Regions from separate parts of the Lactuca sativa genome. Here region 2 is linked to region 1. The links are chromatin contacts, called in public Hi-C maps. All regions are on one chromosome and are shown on one strand. The core of a region is the stretch at or near the end of the contact, and the rest is flanking DNA. Distances in the headings are between cores, read along the strand shown. Region 1 holds the start of LOC111917053 (delta-1-pyrroline-5-carboxylate synthase). Region 2 holds the start of LOC111917054 (uracil phosphoribosyltransferase).

Region 1 (6,571 bases), core at 1,254-3,753:
ACAGAGAAAGAAACCAAGATCAAGTATTGTATGTAGAATATGATACCTTGCAATAACAACAGGTGTGCCAGAATAAGCCGCATTGGATGCAGCTTTGACTTTTGCATCCATTCCACCTCTTCCCATTCTTGACTTATCTCCAAAACTGATTGCCTTTTGATGTTTTTGTTTCACATATGTATGGATCAGCTTTGACCTTGGATCACTGGGAGGACCACTATAAAGTCCATCAACATCGCTCAACAACACAAGAAGATCCGCCTTTAACTCCATAGCCAGAAGAGCTGCCAGACTGTCGTTATCCCAAAAAATACCAGATGAATCCTGAAATGAAACACACAGTTTTCCTCAAATTATAACTGCGACGACACGTATATATCTAGTTATACAATGACGTTCCATTATATACCTCATAAGGAGCTCTTCTTGTACTGATTGCATCATTTTCATTGAAAATTGGGATGCTCCTTAGATCTAGCAATGAGTCAACTGTTTGAGAAAGTTGAACCCTGAAATCTGCATTCTTGAAATCATTATCTGTGACTAGGAGTTGAGAGGATGTCACATCCAACTGCAAAACAGCATTGTGTTAGAAATGACCAAAATACCCATGTATTTAAGCTAACAGTTTTACCTGGCTGAATAAAGTGTCGTACAATGCCATTAAACCATTTTGACCAACAGCTGCACAAGCCTTTCCATCAAGTTCAACTTGTGGTTTTTGGAGGTCAGCAAAACTACAGTAAAATAAATTTTCAGAAAAGCTGACAAATATACCCCTGGAGTCAACACTTATGAAAGACAGTCAGAAAGACAAAGGACCTGCTGTTGATCATTTTTCTGTATTTAAGCCTTTGGCGCCCTGCTCCAACAGCTCCTGAAGTAACTAAAATTATTTCAAAGCCTCTGGAGTTCAACTTTTCAAGCTGCAACCAAATCGTTTGTTATATGAGTTAAACAAAAACATGATTGGAACAAAGTACTCAGCATGCTGAAATCATATTCAACAGCAATGATGTGAAAGGGTAAAAATGTCATTTTCTATTCCTTCTTTCACATACGAAAGCAATGAAGGTGAAGGAAAGCTAAAGTCATACGTAATGTGAGTTCACTTGGAAAATTCAGTAATTAGTGAGTTACTATATATGAAATTTATGCATGAGCTTAATGAAATACCTGTTCAAATATAGCTCCAAGTCGGCCTACAGCTAATCTCCCATCATCTCGGGTAACCACAGCTGTTCCTACCTAAAGTCATAAAGGTAACATGGTTAGACAGAGGGTAAAAATGTCATCTTTAACCTCAAGTTCACTTCCATAAAATCTTGCTTTTAGATGACATTTGGCATTATCTCATTATTGGACAAGCTTTGGTTCAAGATAATAGTAATAACCTTTTTTTTATAATAAACAGTAATCATCACAAAAAGCTATAGGTTCTTAATAATAAAAAGATAAAGTTTTTCCTAACAAAACAAAAGGACAAAAGCAAGGGCCCCTAGGATTCAATCAATAACCACATTTTAATATATTATACACATGGTGCTCATAGAGTTTTTATTTTAGCTCTGTTCAAAATTACATAAACAAGAGGTCTACAAGTTCCATTTGTATTTCTAATCTTTTAGGGAATACCCAAATTCATTGTTTTTTCTATTGATTTGTAAAACTATGTATCAATTTTTTGCCTTTTCCATAAGTATATCAAGCATATAAACATATTTTCATTATTTTGTTACTTTTTAGGGCAAATTATATGCCAAAGCAAGAGATCCAATCGCAGTGAATAAACATCTATAACTCTTAATAAATAATTTGTTAATTAACAAATATTAAAATATCAAGTACTTTGTCTTTTATAATCAAATATGTGGACATCATAATCTGAGAAGAAGATAGACAAACAAATCGTGTTGCCACATGAAACCATTAAAAGGCTAAGTGAAACGGAATCTGGCGTTATCAGATATGAATGCATATGCGATCCAAATTGTCGTTATCGTGTGCATGGCAAAGGTTGACAAGTGTCTTTCATCCATACACCAAACCGTACATGAAAGGTAATAATAATAAACAACAAAAATCTGTTGATAATCGCGATCTGAAAAAACAGAGATGGATAATCGAACTCGATCAAGCAAATCCACTTAAACCACAGATAAACATCAAACATGAAACAAAGAAAGAAAAAATTTATAGGATACAAACAAAACGCTGTTAATGAAAATGCAAATAAGATGGTAGACCTTGACGACTACACGCTTGACATTCTTGACAAAAGCTCGAGTAGGATCCATGGCGTAAATCGATTGAATGCTAGCGAGGTTTTTCGATGGTAAAACCCCAGAATCAAGGAGTGAGAGAGAGAGAAAAGAAACGCAGTGAACGTATGTTTTGAGATAGGGAGAGAATAGTAGTGTGTGTGTGGTTTTGTAGGTGTTCTGATTAGTGAAAATGGTGATAGAGAGAAGGGTATAGGTTGAGAGAGAGGGGTGGGGCTGCGGAGAGGCGAGGTGAACGTGACGACAATATACGGCTCCAACAGATGGCGCCTGCCGTATGGCTTGGAGTTGTATATTAGTATTTTATATGGTATTATATTATATACTTTGTTAAAATCAAATAGAACCTCAAATATATCAAATAAGAACTCAAATATACCTCAGAGATCTTTAAATGTATTCGTTTTATTTAGACAAAGTTACTTAAATGGTCCTATGATTTAGCGGAATAGACACATACAATTTAATTTCAAAAAATAGACGGACTTGGTCCTTATTTTTGTCGATATTGCGGAAATGGTTCTTCCGACATAGGCTCAAAAACATGTCATTAAAATTCTGTAAAATAACATTTTTACACTTTCTTTTTTCTTTTTCAAACTTTTGTATTTTATTGTTACTTCTCTAAACTGCATGGACCATGTATGTAATTTTAAAAATACTATTGTATTCTTGGTAACGAAGAACATTCAACCACCATCATCTTAGATCTTCAAAAACCATTCAAACCATCTTCATCTTCAAATTTTCAAAAAATCAAAAGCTTCTTATTCAAATCAATGAAAATAATGGAGCATAAACATTAAAACCATCTTTATCTTCAAACTTAAATCCTCTTAACATCCACCAACCTTAAAATCTCTTAAAATCGAACAATACCAAAACTGTGGAAAAGAATTTGAAGTTAGATTGAATTTGAAATCGAACCCAGATTTGTGTTTTTGGAGAAAAAATCCTAAAAATCCTCCATATAAAATAATTTAATCTGTTATGAAAATAAAACAATAGGCCCACCAAAAACCTAACCCAACGTACACATCTCTATTAGTCATTTTCTCCTCCGGCTCAACTTTTTCCCCTCTTCTCACTCCCACCACCACATTTTTCCACATATGTTGTTGTAATGTAACCTTAAAATTACTCTCTTCCTCCTCATAACCTCGTTTCGATTGGAGCTCACCTAAGTTCTTCATCTATTTTAGCAATGAATCTCTTTACAAATCTTCAAACTTTCATTCTCCTGCGAAGCCCAAATCCCAGAAACCTATTTACAAACTTTGATAAGAGAAACCAAAAAGTAATCGCGTTGTCGTCGCCGCCTTTTACTTCGGTTACGATCATGGTAGCAACTCGTTTGATTGTTCTGATGTCCTATGGAGGGAGAATGGTGTAAGAACCCTCAACGATGCTTTCTGAAGTCGATGAAGCTACCTCCATGGAAGATCGCAATCAAATGAAGAAGCCAAAAAAAGAATTTGTGAACTTGGTATTAGATTGTGAGAAAATCGGTAACCTTTTCTTTGAGATGTCATGGGATACTTCTTCCGTCAATGCTTTCCTCAACGGAGATTCAGCAACTCAGTATTTTGAAAACATCATGGATCTATCAAGCCTCGACGATCTCCTTGTCATGATGAACAAAGTTTTCTAATTCAAAGATCAAAGGTTTCATTTCGCATGTCTGTAAATAAGGCTTTAGATGTCAATAAATTTTATGTGTTTCATTAACTAGTGTCTAATTGTGTAATCAGTTGTGTGAAACTCTATTAATGTCTAATGAACATCAATTTTGAGTTTTTAATATTCTATCTCAAAACAGAAACCCCAAGTAAGGAATATGAAAATGTACAGTATCAAAAGCAAGAAAAGCCAATCTACAACCACATTGGTTTAGGGCTCGCTGGCAAAATGTAACACCAATTATCCAGAATGTGTTAGTTGCAGCCTTGGAGGGATCAAATGTAAATTTTTTGGGAATACCAGACATCGTGAATGGAGCACCACGACGTGGCATGCCAAATTCATGAAACACATATATGATGGGCGCCATGACGTGGCAAAAGGAATGTCACGATATAGCAGAAGCTGCAACTCAATCCCATGATCTTTTAAGGTTTCTTCAATATTTAAGCATCTAATCTCAAGGATTAGGGCATCATCTTCAACCTGCAACCCTTACATATGAAACCCTAGCCTCTATGCTTGTTTGAGGGCTTGATTTCTTGATTTGGAGCTTATTCTTTGGATTTTGGTAAAGCTTAGGGAAATGAAAGGTTCATATTGGTGCAAGGGAATAAGGAGCAAGGTTGGATCCAACATTCTCTTCAGATTTATAAGTTATTAGAGGTATAAAGTTCATATGTTGGTACTTCTTCTTCTAGATTCAAGTTTGAGATCATGATTGGGTGGTTTTGGTCCCTTTTATGGATGCTCTTGGAGTTGGAGGAACTCCAGAGCTTGGTATGGCTCCTTTATGGTCAATGTGTTATGTAGAATGAGAAACTGGAACAATCTTAGAGGCCCCTTGTGTCCATGCATGGCCCCATTAGGGACTTAATGGACTTAGGTTTGTAGATATAGCCTTATAATGGAGTCCTAATGGATAAAGTTGGAAACTTTATCCATTAAGTCATTGAAAAGAAGTAGATATGAGGTTATGGTTTTAGATCCGTAAGGGTTAAGCACTTGATGAAGATTTTGACATTCTGTCAGAAACCACGACATGGCTAAGGGCTTTCCGTGACGTGGTGGAGCTCAAATGTTTGACTGTTTTGTCTTTAGTTGGCCACGAAATGGCCAATAGCTTGCCATGTCGTAAGGTTCATGGACCTATTAACCGTTGATTTTTGTTGACTATTGACTATTTAATTTTGACCAACTTGAACTTGGGTTTAACTTATAGATTTGGTTTGTCGGCCAAGTTGTGCCCTTTGATTGAGCGGTAGTTAGTTCGTAGGTTTGTCCAGTGAAAGGAATTGTGAGTGTTGTAATATTATCTAGTTTTTCATTTCAGGTGAGTTTCCTCACTACACTACATTTTACAATGTATATCCTTGTATGTTAGGATAAAGGAGTACTGGTATGCTAGCTAGAGTACTTCTATGTTAGGATATATAAGTAGTGGTATGCTAGATAGAGTACCAGTAAGTTGATAATCGTCTAGTGGGGTGCCCTGGGGGGTATATGTATTCACGTAGGATAGCCTGAGAACTCTTGATCTAGGCTTTTTTGCTTGTTCTTTGTTTGGTTGTAGCTCTAAAGTGGGATCACCTATTCGCATGTCTATCTCACCTCTAATTACATATAGTTAAGCATTCCTTAGAGTTTTGTTGGTTGTGGCATAGGGTACTGTATGATACTCTATATGTTGCAATTGGCTATTAGACTAGTAAACTAGTGTAGATAGTTGTCTGTGTTTATGTTCTTGTTTGTTTGCTTGTTTGATCTATATGCCAACATATCGGGTGGTAGGTTGAGGCGATCCTACTTTCTGTGGTAGGCCAAGATACCCGGACGGATCACCGGTGTGTTTTAAGCCAAGTACGAACGAGCTGTATGATGTAGGTGTGGGAAGGGGACTAGTCATGGAATGGAGGCCAAGGAGAGCAATCTAGGTGTACTGTAGGCATCACAATGCGGTTCAGTCAGATTGAAGTGTCGTGTGTGTACATGCATTGTATGTGTATTGTGGTGTGGTATTTTAGGGGAGCTCACAAAATTTTGGCTTGCAGTTGTGGATTAAATGTTATTTCGGTACTATTGGTGATCGTGGGAAGGCAAAGGCGTGACTATACACACTTATCAGCAACATTAGAGATTCCGCATTTATTACATTGCCCTGATTTTCAAACAATTGTGTTTTGGAACAAATGAGTTTTCTTAACTTGGTTTTTATGAAATCGTTGTTTTACGTTAATTGAAAATGAAAATTTTGTTTGTGAAAATGGGACGTTTCATAAAAGGGCGGGTCAGAGGAGGTGGTGTTGGCAAAGGATGGCTACGTTGGATGTGGGTGTTGCTCAGATGATGGTCCAGGCGGCAGAAATAATCATTTAAATGGTGGTTTAGGATAAGAGGAACGAGGGTAAGGAAGAAAAGGGGTAAGTTACATAAATGATCCCTGTAGTTGGAAAGATATAATAGAAAAATAGAAAATTATAAAAAGGGAAAAATAAAGGATAAACATGTCATTTTATAGAATTTTAACGGCATGGTATCCTAGCATAACTGATTATGGGTCAACATTGGTGTCTTAGACCCGCTAAACATGGTGAGGAAACTCACATCGC
Region 2 (6,571 bases), core at 2,317-4,816, 220 kb after region 1:
CGTCATTCAGTGTTGCCGGTTCTGTCGCAAAACTTCGACAGGTCATAACTTCTTTGTTATAACTCGGATTTCGGCATTCTATATATATTCGAAAACCTCGTTTCAACTACTACAACATTACCCAAAGATATCAGCTTTATCTAATATTTCATTTTGACGCATATTTTTATTCTTAATTCAATTAAGACACACAATTAAGCACAAAACACATAATACTCAAATAATACACTTCTATTATTTCAAAATGGGTTACGAAGGTTAACCTAGACTATTATATCAACATTGACAAGCTCAGAAACACAGGCGTTACACTGGTTCATAGGATGAAGATAAACTCGACGAGTTGTTCATACAACTCAGCGAGTCGGATGAAGGTTCATTCGATGTTCTTATAGAAGGAGAACTCGTCGAGTCATTTCTAAACTCGAAGAGTAGAGACGTGGATAAGGACATTTAAAAGGATAGGGAATCGACGATTTGACGGTCCAACTCGGCGAGTCAGGTCAACTGGAAGTTGACTTTGACTTTGACTTGGACTTGGACTTGGTCAGGGTAAAATAGTCATTTTACCCTAGGAGTAGCTATCAGATTCTTACTGAGTGTTTTGTGGGGATTATAGCCGGAAGATTTCCTGAGCAGCAGCAGACAAAGATTTCTCGTACAGATCATCAACTGCTACTCGTATGAGGTGAGTTACCTTCAAGTAGCGGTGGGTCTACGGCCACAATGTCGACCCAATAGTAGGAGTTGTATGTTAGATGATTGTCTTTGTGATATTCATCTAGGTTTGCTACTACCTGATATGTTATATGCTGGCATGATATGTTATATATGATAGTGGTAGTAAGGGAGAATAGTCCCCAAGTTCGGTTGTTAGGACCGAAGGGTAGGTCGGACATCCCATATATGTCTAACAGTATGTTATGATATGTTTATATGCTGGCATGATATGTTATATGTGATAGTGGTAGTAGGAAGGGAATAGTACTAAAGTTCGGTTGTTAGGACCGAAGGGTAGTTCGGACATCCTAGATATGTCTGATAGTATGTTTATGTTATGATATATGTGATAGTAGCAGTAGGGGATGGAATAGTCCCTGAGGTTCGGTTGTTAGGACCGAAGGGTAGGTTGGCACCCCAGAATGGCTTGACATGGGTAGGTTGGCACCTCAGAATGGCCGTACCAGGTAGGTCGGGCACCCCAGAATTGCCCGACAGTATGTATGCTATGTGATTGTATGGTATGTGGTATGATGGGGGAACTCACTAAGCTTTGTGCTTACAGTTTCTGTTTTGGTTTCAGGTACCTCTTCGTCCAAGGGGAAGGAGTCGGCGGTGTAGCAGCGCATCACATACACTCACATGATTTCCGCATGAAGTTTTCTGGGATTGTACTCTGATTTTTAATACTTCGATGATATGGTTTTCAGACACGTTGTTATGGTTTTTATAAATTGATGTGACCGTGGAAATGTTTGGTAAACTAATTTATGAATTACTTAATTAAAAACGAAATTTTTGGCCTTGATTTTTGGGATGCTACACTCACTCTCTCTAGAGTGGCTAGTCATGCCTCATATGACCGACTGCTCACATACTCACTCATGAAACTTCCACCAACCCTATAGTCACTCGTGCATGCTAATCATACATAACGTTGGATTCTATAGACAGTGGAATACTTGATTCTACCCTAAGGTCACAACCAGACAAAGAACAGGAAATCAAGCTAAACCAAACATTGTCATGCTATAAAATTTTAGTTATGTACAGCTATGATGCACACACTAAGAAACTACAATAATGATGTCAGTTTTATTTATCATACAAGAAGTTCTCCCAGGCTATCAGGCATCATACATCAGATAATTCTATCATTCAATTATTAAAGATCCCTAACCTACCACTAGCATGTAGTTCCATCATAAAAGTCATAAATAAATAATAATGTAGGTAACTTGGGTTACACTTTCTTGCTCCGGTTGATCGTACACATCTCATCCTTGCTTGGTTACTTTTGAAAACAATATTGAAAACCATTTTGAAAACTCTTACAAATCCTTAGTTTGAGTCTAGAGTCACACAAATGCTCATCCAATTCTCTCAAACTGTGGCTCTGATACCAAATTGTAACATCCCAAAAATCAAATTAAAATGTTCATTTTTAAAATCCAACCAAAAACCATAAATGTTTACAATACATAGTCCCCAAAAGTAATAATCACGAATCATAGTGTCCCAAAATCATATATCATAAAATCAAAAGAATGTGCATGATCACTTATTTGCTTTTCCCTGATCATCTGAAGTACTTGAAACATACAACTTAAACTGTAATCAAAGGCTTAGTGAGTTACCCCAAAGTAGCACAACCAAACAAATATACATACTGCATGTTGGGTCCACAACCTCCCGGTTCGATTACCCTGGCCCACAACCTCCCGATTAGATTGCCACACACATCGCATATTGGGTCCACAACCGTGGTTGGATTATCCTGGCCCACAATCTTCCGGTTGGATTGCCACTTTGGCCCATAATCTCCTTATTGGATTGTCCCAGGTTTGTTGGCTTATTGCACAAAGCAGTATAGTCTCAACCCAACCACACTTTCAAAGTATCCGAAGACATACTTGTGCCTTAAATTTTTGTTTGGCGTGTCATACCAATATGATGTTCACAAGGAGGGCGTTACTATGACACAATAAAAAAGGAGTGCATTTGTCTGAAAAAGGATTCCTAAACTTGTCGAGTGATGACTATATTGTCGGCTTTTTTGGTGGATTCGATTGGGGGATTATTTAGGCAATTTAAGTCGCCATCTTGGACGTCAGGGAATACGAATTTTTCAAAACTTTTTTATTTTCCTTTGAACGATGTTTCGATATAAGAATTTATTTTAATTTTACAATTGACTCAACAGTTCATGATATCTTACAACTTCCTTGTTATAGATGACTATTACTACTTAAGAGTTAAGATTGTCATTTTCGGTCCTTATCATTTTTTACTTTTTAGAAACACATTTAGAAATAAACTTTTTTATCATCTCATAGAACATTTCTTTTAAATGCAAAAAATTGTAGAAAATAACGGAAAAACACATTGTTATCCAAAATATCGATTTCAATCGATATCAACAATATTATCCGGCTCGAGCCTTGTATTATGGTCCTTATCGAATTATTGCATTGGATAACAATATACTTTTCATTGAAGAGATTTTATAATATATACCATAAAAATATATATAAGAAATATTAATTGAAGTATTAGTTATAAAAATATTACATTAATTAAATATGATAAATATTAATGATAATTAATATTTTTTATAATTAATATATTTTATATTTAATTATAATAATATTATATATAATTAATATTTATTATATTTAATTATAATAATATTTGTTATAATTAGTAGTTTAATTAATGATTTTACAATAAAAAGATATTCTTATCCAAATATAGATTTATCGATAATAGGAGATATTTAATTTTTGTTATCGATATTAGCGAAGTCTGACTAAAAAACAAAAAGACAATGTTTTGACGAGTTTTTTTCGGATACGTGTTCTGAATATACGGAACCCAATCCCCTTTAAATCGACTGTTTCACAATGGCTTCCGCTCGCATATCTTCTACTCCCCCCGTTCACTTCACATTTTCATCGCCGGCGCCTCCTTTTCTCCACAATCTCTCTCATTCCCTTGCGAATAATGTATACCCACCATCAATTTCCCAATTTTTTAATCCAATTTCTGTTCTTTTCTTCTTTTTTGTTTAATTTAAACCCTAATCTTGTTGTTTACTTTACTGTATATTATTGTTCCTACAGTTTTCATGCTCTAATAGGCGGCAGCCACGTACCAGATTCTTGTCATTGAAGTCGCAAGCCACAGCAGAAAAGAAAGCTCCTTTGGACAACAGAATGCTGGTAACAAACTCGAGTTTTTGGATTCGATCGAAATTGGGTTGTTTTGGTGGATGAGTTCCCGATTTATGTACTCGTTGTTTTCTGCAGGTATTCGTACCTCCTCATCCTTTGATCAAGCACTGGGTCTCAGTGCTTAGAAACGAGGAAACACCATGTCCCATCTTCAGTAAGTAATGCTATGGCGTTTCGAATTCACTTTTCGTAATTTTTCTTTTTTGTTCGGATTCTGGCAGCATGTCCGTTTATTGAATGTGACATGCATCTTGATGAGCTTTAGTTGAATCAAAATCAAATTTCATATCTTTTTTCGTTTTGGATTTTTAGTTTTGCTTAACTTTTGGTTCTGCATGTCTGTTACTTGAATGTGACATGCTGAGTCAAAATCAACTTTTCTCTTTTCGTTTTGGGTTTCCGATTTTCGTAATTTTTGTTTTTGGGTTTTTAGTTTTGCTTAAGTTTTGGTTCTGCATGCATGCCTGTTTATTGAATGCGACATGCAATTGGATGAGCTTTAGTCGATTCAAAAAAATTTCTTTTCTTGTTTTCGTAATTTTTCTTTGGGTTTTTAATTTTTGTTTAAGTTTTGGTCCTGCATGTCGGTTTCTTTAATGTGACATGTAATCGGATGAACATTTGGTATCGGATTTATTCGAGTTAAGTTCGATTTTATTTTCTTTTATCCTTTTGGGTGTTTGGATCTGATTTAAGCTGTCCACAGGTCGCTTAAATTTTGATTCACATTTGGGTTTTCCAAGTTTCGTAATTTTCTTGTTGGCTTTTTAATTTTTGGTCGGATTCTGGATCTGCATGTCTGTTTCTTGCATGTGACAAACTATTGGATGAAATTCAGTTTTCGTTTTTTCCCTTTGGGGTGTTTGAATTTAATTCAAGCTGTCAAGAAGTTGCTTTGATTGTGATTCTGCTTTGGATTTTCAATTTCGTTTTTTTTGGGTTTTAGTTTTTGTTTAGATTTTGGTTCTGCATGTCGTCTTTCTTGAATGTTCTTCTCATCAGCTCTAATTGTGTCAAATTTCACTTCCTTACTTTTTCGTTTTTCGGGTTTTGAATTTGATTCAATCTGTCAAGAAGTTTCTTTGATTGTGATTCTGCATTTGTGTTTATAAAAATGTGCCATGCCATTAGATCTTGTTAGCATATTTAATCAAATAAGATCCAAAAATAGTTTTAATATAACTTCAATAAAGATGCTCTGAATCAAGATTCATTCATTCATGTTTTTGTTAAATTGCATGTTATACTTTTGTTTATAACAACTTCAATTGCAGAGAATGCCATGGCTGAGCTGGGAAGGCTTCTTATGTATGAAGCATCAAGGGATTGGCTGGTATACTTTTACTTTATTTGGTCACTTTTTTTTTTCTTTTTTTTTTTGTTTTTGCAAGAAATAACAATATACTTTTATCAATTTGTTTACTATAGCATCTTACTTTTACTTCTTCCTATTACAACATTTTGCACTCTAAAAAATATACTCAATTGTAGCGAAAGTACAATGCCTTAATAAGAATTTATTTGATTATACAATTCTGTAATAGATATAAATGAAACTAAGATGTTATACTATAATACATAAATATATCAAAATGCATTGCAATTTCTTGCTTTAATCATTAATGGAGTAAGTTTATTGTTTTGCAGCCTACAATTTCAGGGGAGATTCAGTCCCCACTTGGGCCTGCTACAGTAGAATTTATTGATCCAAGAGAACCTGTAGCGGTTAGTATATCAATGCTCTTACATTATGCTTTATTATAATTTATAAACACTTCTGTTATGTGAGTAAATTTACACAAATACCCTTGTGTTTGCAGGTTGTTCCCATTCTAAGAGCTGGGCTTGTTCTTGCAGAACATGCAGCTTCCATCTTGCCAGCAACCAAGACATACCACCTAGGTAACTATTTAACTAACAAATTAAATTTACTTTTTTAACCTTGATGGACTTAATGAGGACATGACTTAAAACCGAAAATCAGGGAAATGAGACCTATAACATCAAGTCCTCTTAACTTTTTATATATTTGCCAAATTTTAATTTTTCAATGATTTTTTCAGTAAGTGATGTTTCTTTTCTTTTATTAACCTGAGACTATTGCTTGTTTTCTTATTATATGTTTTTTTTTAATTAAGGTATTAGCAGAAATGAGGAGACACTTGAAGCATCGGTGTATTTGAACAAGTAAGGGGTCATAGTTTATTACTAGCTGCACATATCTCATATTTGCTAGCTACTCTTTGCAATATAATTTATAAAAAACTAATGAACAAAAACTTAATAATATTTTATCATCTGTTTATTTTGAATGGAAATTTTCATTTTTGACCCTTTTTAATTTTCCTTGTGCAGGTTACCAGACAAATTTCCTGCAGGAACCCGAGTGTTTATTGTAGATCCTATGCTAGCAACAGGTGAATCACATTACTAACCAAATGTCTTAAATACCCTTTAATAATGAAAAAGTTACAAAATTTGCTCTTTTTAAATTAATTTCGTTTTGCATCTAAATAATCTTCAGGTGGCACGATTATGGCAGCCATTGATATGATTAAGGATCGTGGAGTTGCCAACCAGCATATCAAAGTGGTAAAAATATTTAGTATTGTAGAAAA

What was found. A called contact is a pair of places that touch in the nucleus more often than the background predicts.
Region 2: a Hi-C map of seed shows a contact between it and region 1, with 2.5 times the contacts expected there. The contact joins the promoter of LOC111917054 here to the promoter of LOC111917053 in region 1. A contact is called at or near these places in 3 of 4 Hi-C or Micro-C datasets (leaf and seed).

What each region holds. Positions count from the first base shown.
Region 1 is chr8:127,509,686-127,516,256 of Lsat_Salinas_v11, forward strand. LOC111917053 (delta-1-pyrroline-5-carboxylate synthase) reads right to left here and starts at 2,504. Exons shown (of 20, transcript XM_023912705.2): 1 at 2,247-2,504; 2 at 1,177-1,248; 3 at 823-926; 4 at 635-737; 5 at 410-571; 6 at 47-324. The coding sequence starts at 2,297.
Region 2 is chr8:127,732,152-127,738,722 of Lsat_Salinas_v11, forward strand. LOC111917054 (uracil phosphoribosyltransferase) reads left to right here and starts at 3,567. Exons shown (of 12, transcript XM_023912707.3): 1 at 3,567-3,725; 2 at 3,843-3,941; 3 at 4,029-4,107; 4 at 5,228-5,286; 5 at 5,601-5,678; 6 at 5,774-5,855; 7 at 6,092-6,140; 8 at 6,309-6,370; 9 at 6,478-6,545. The coding sequence starts at 3,624.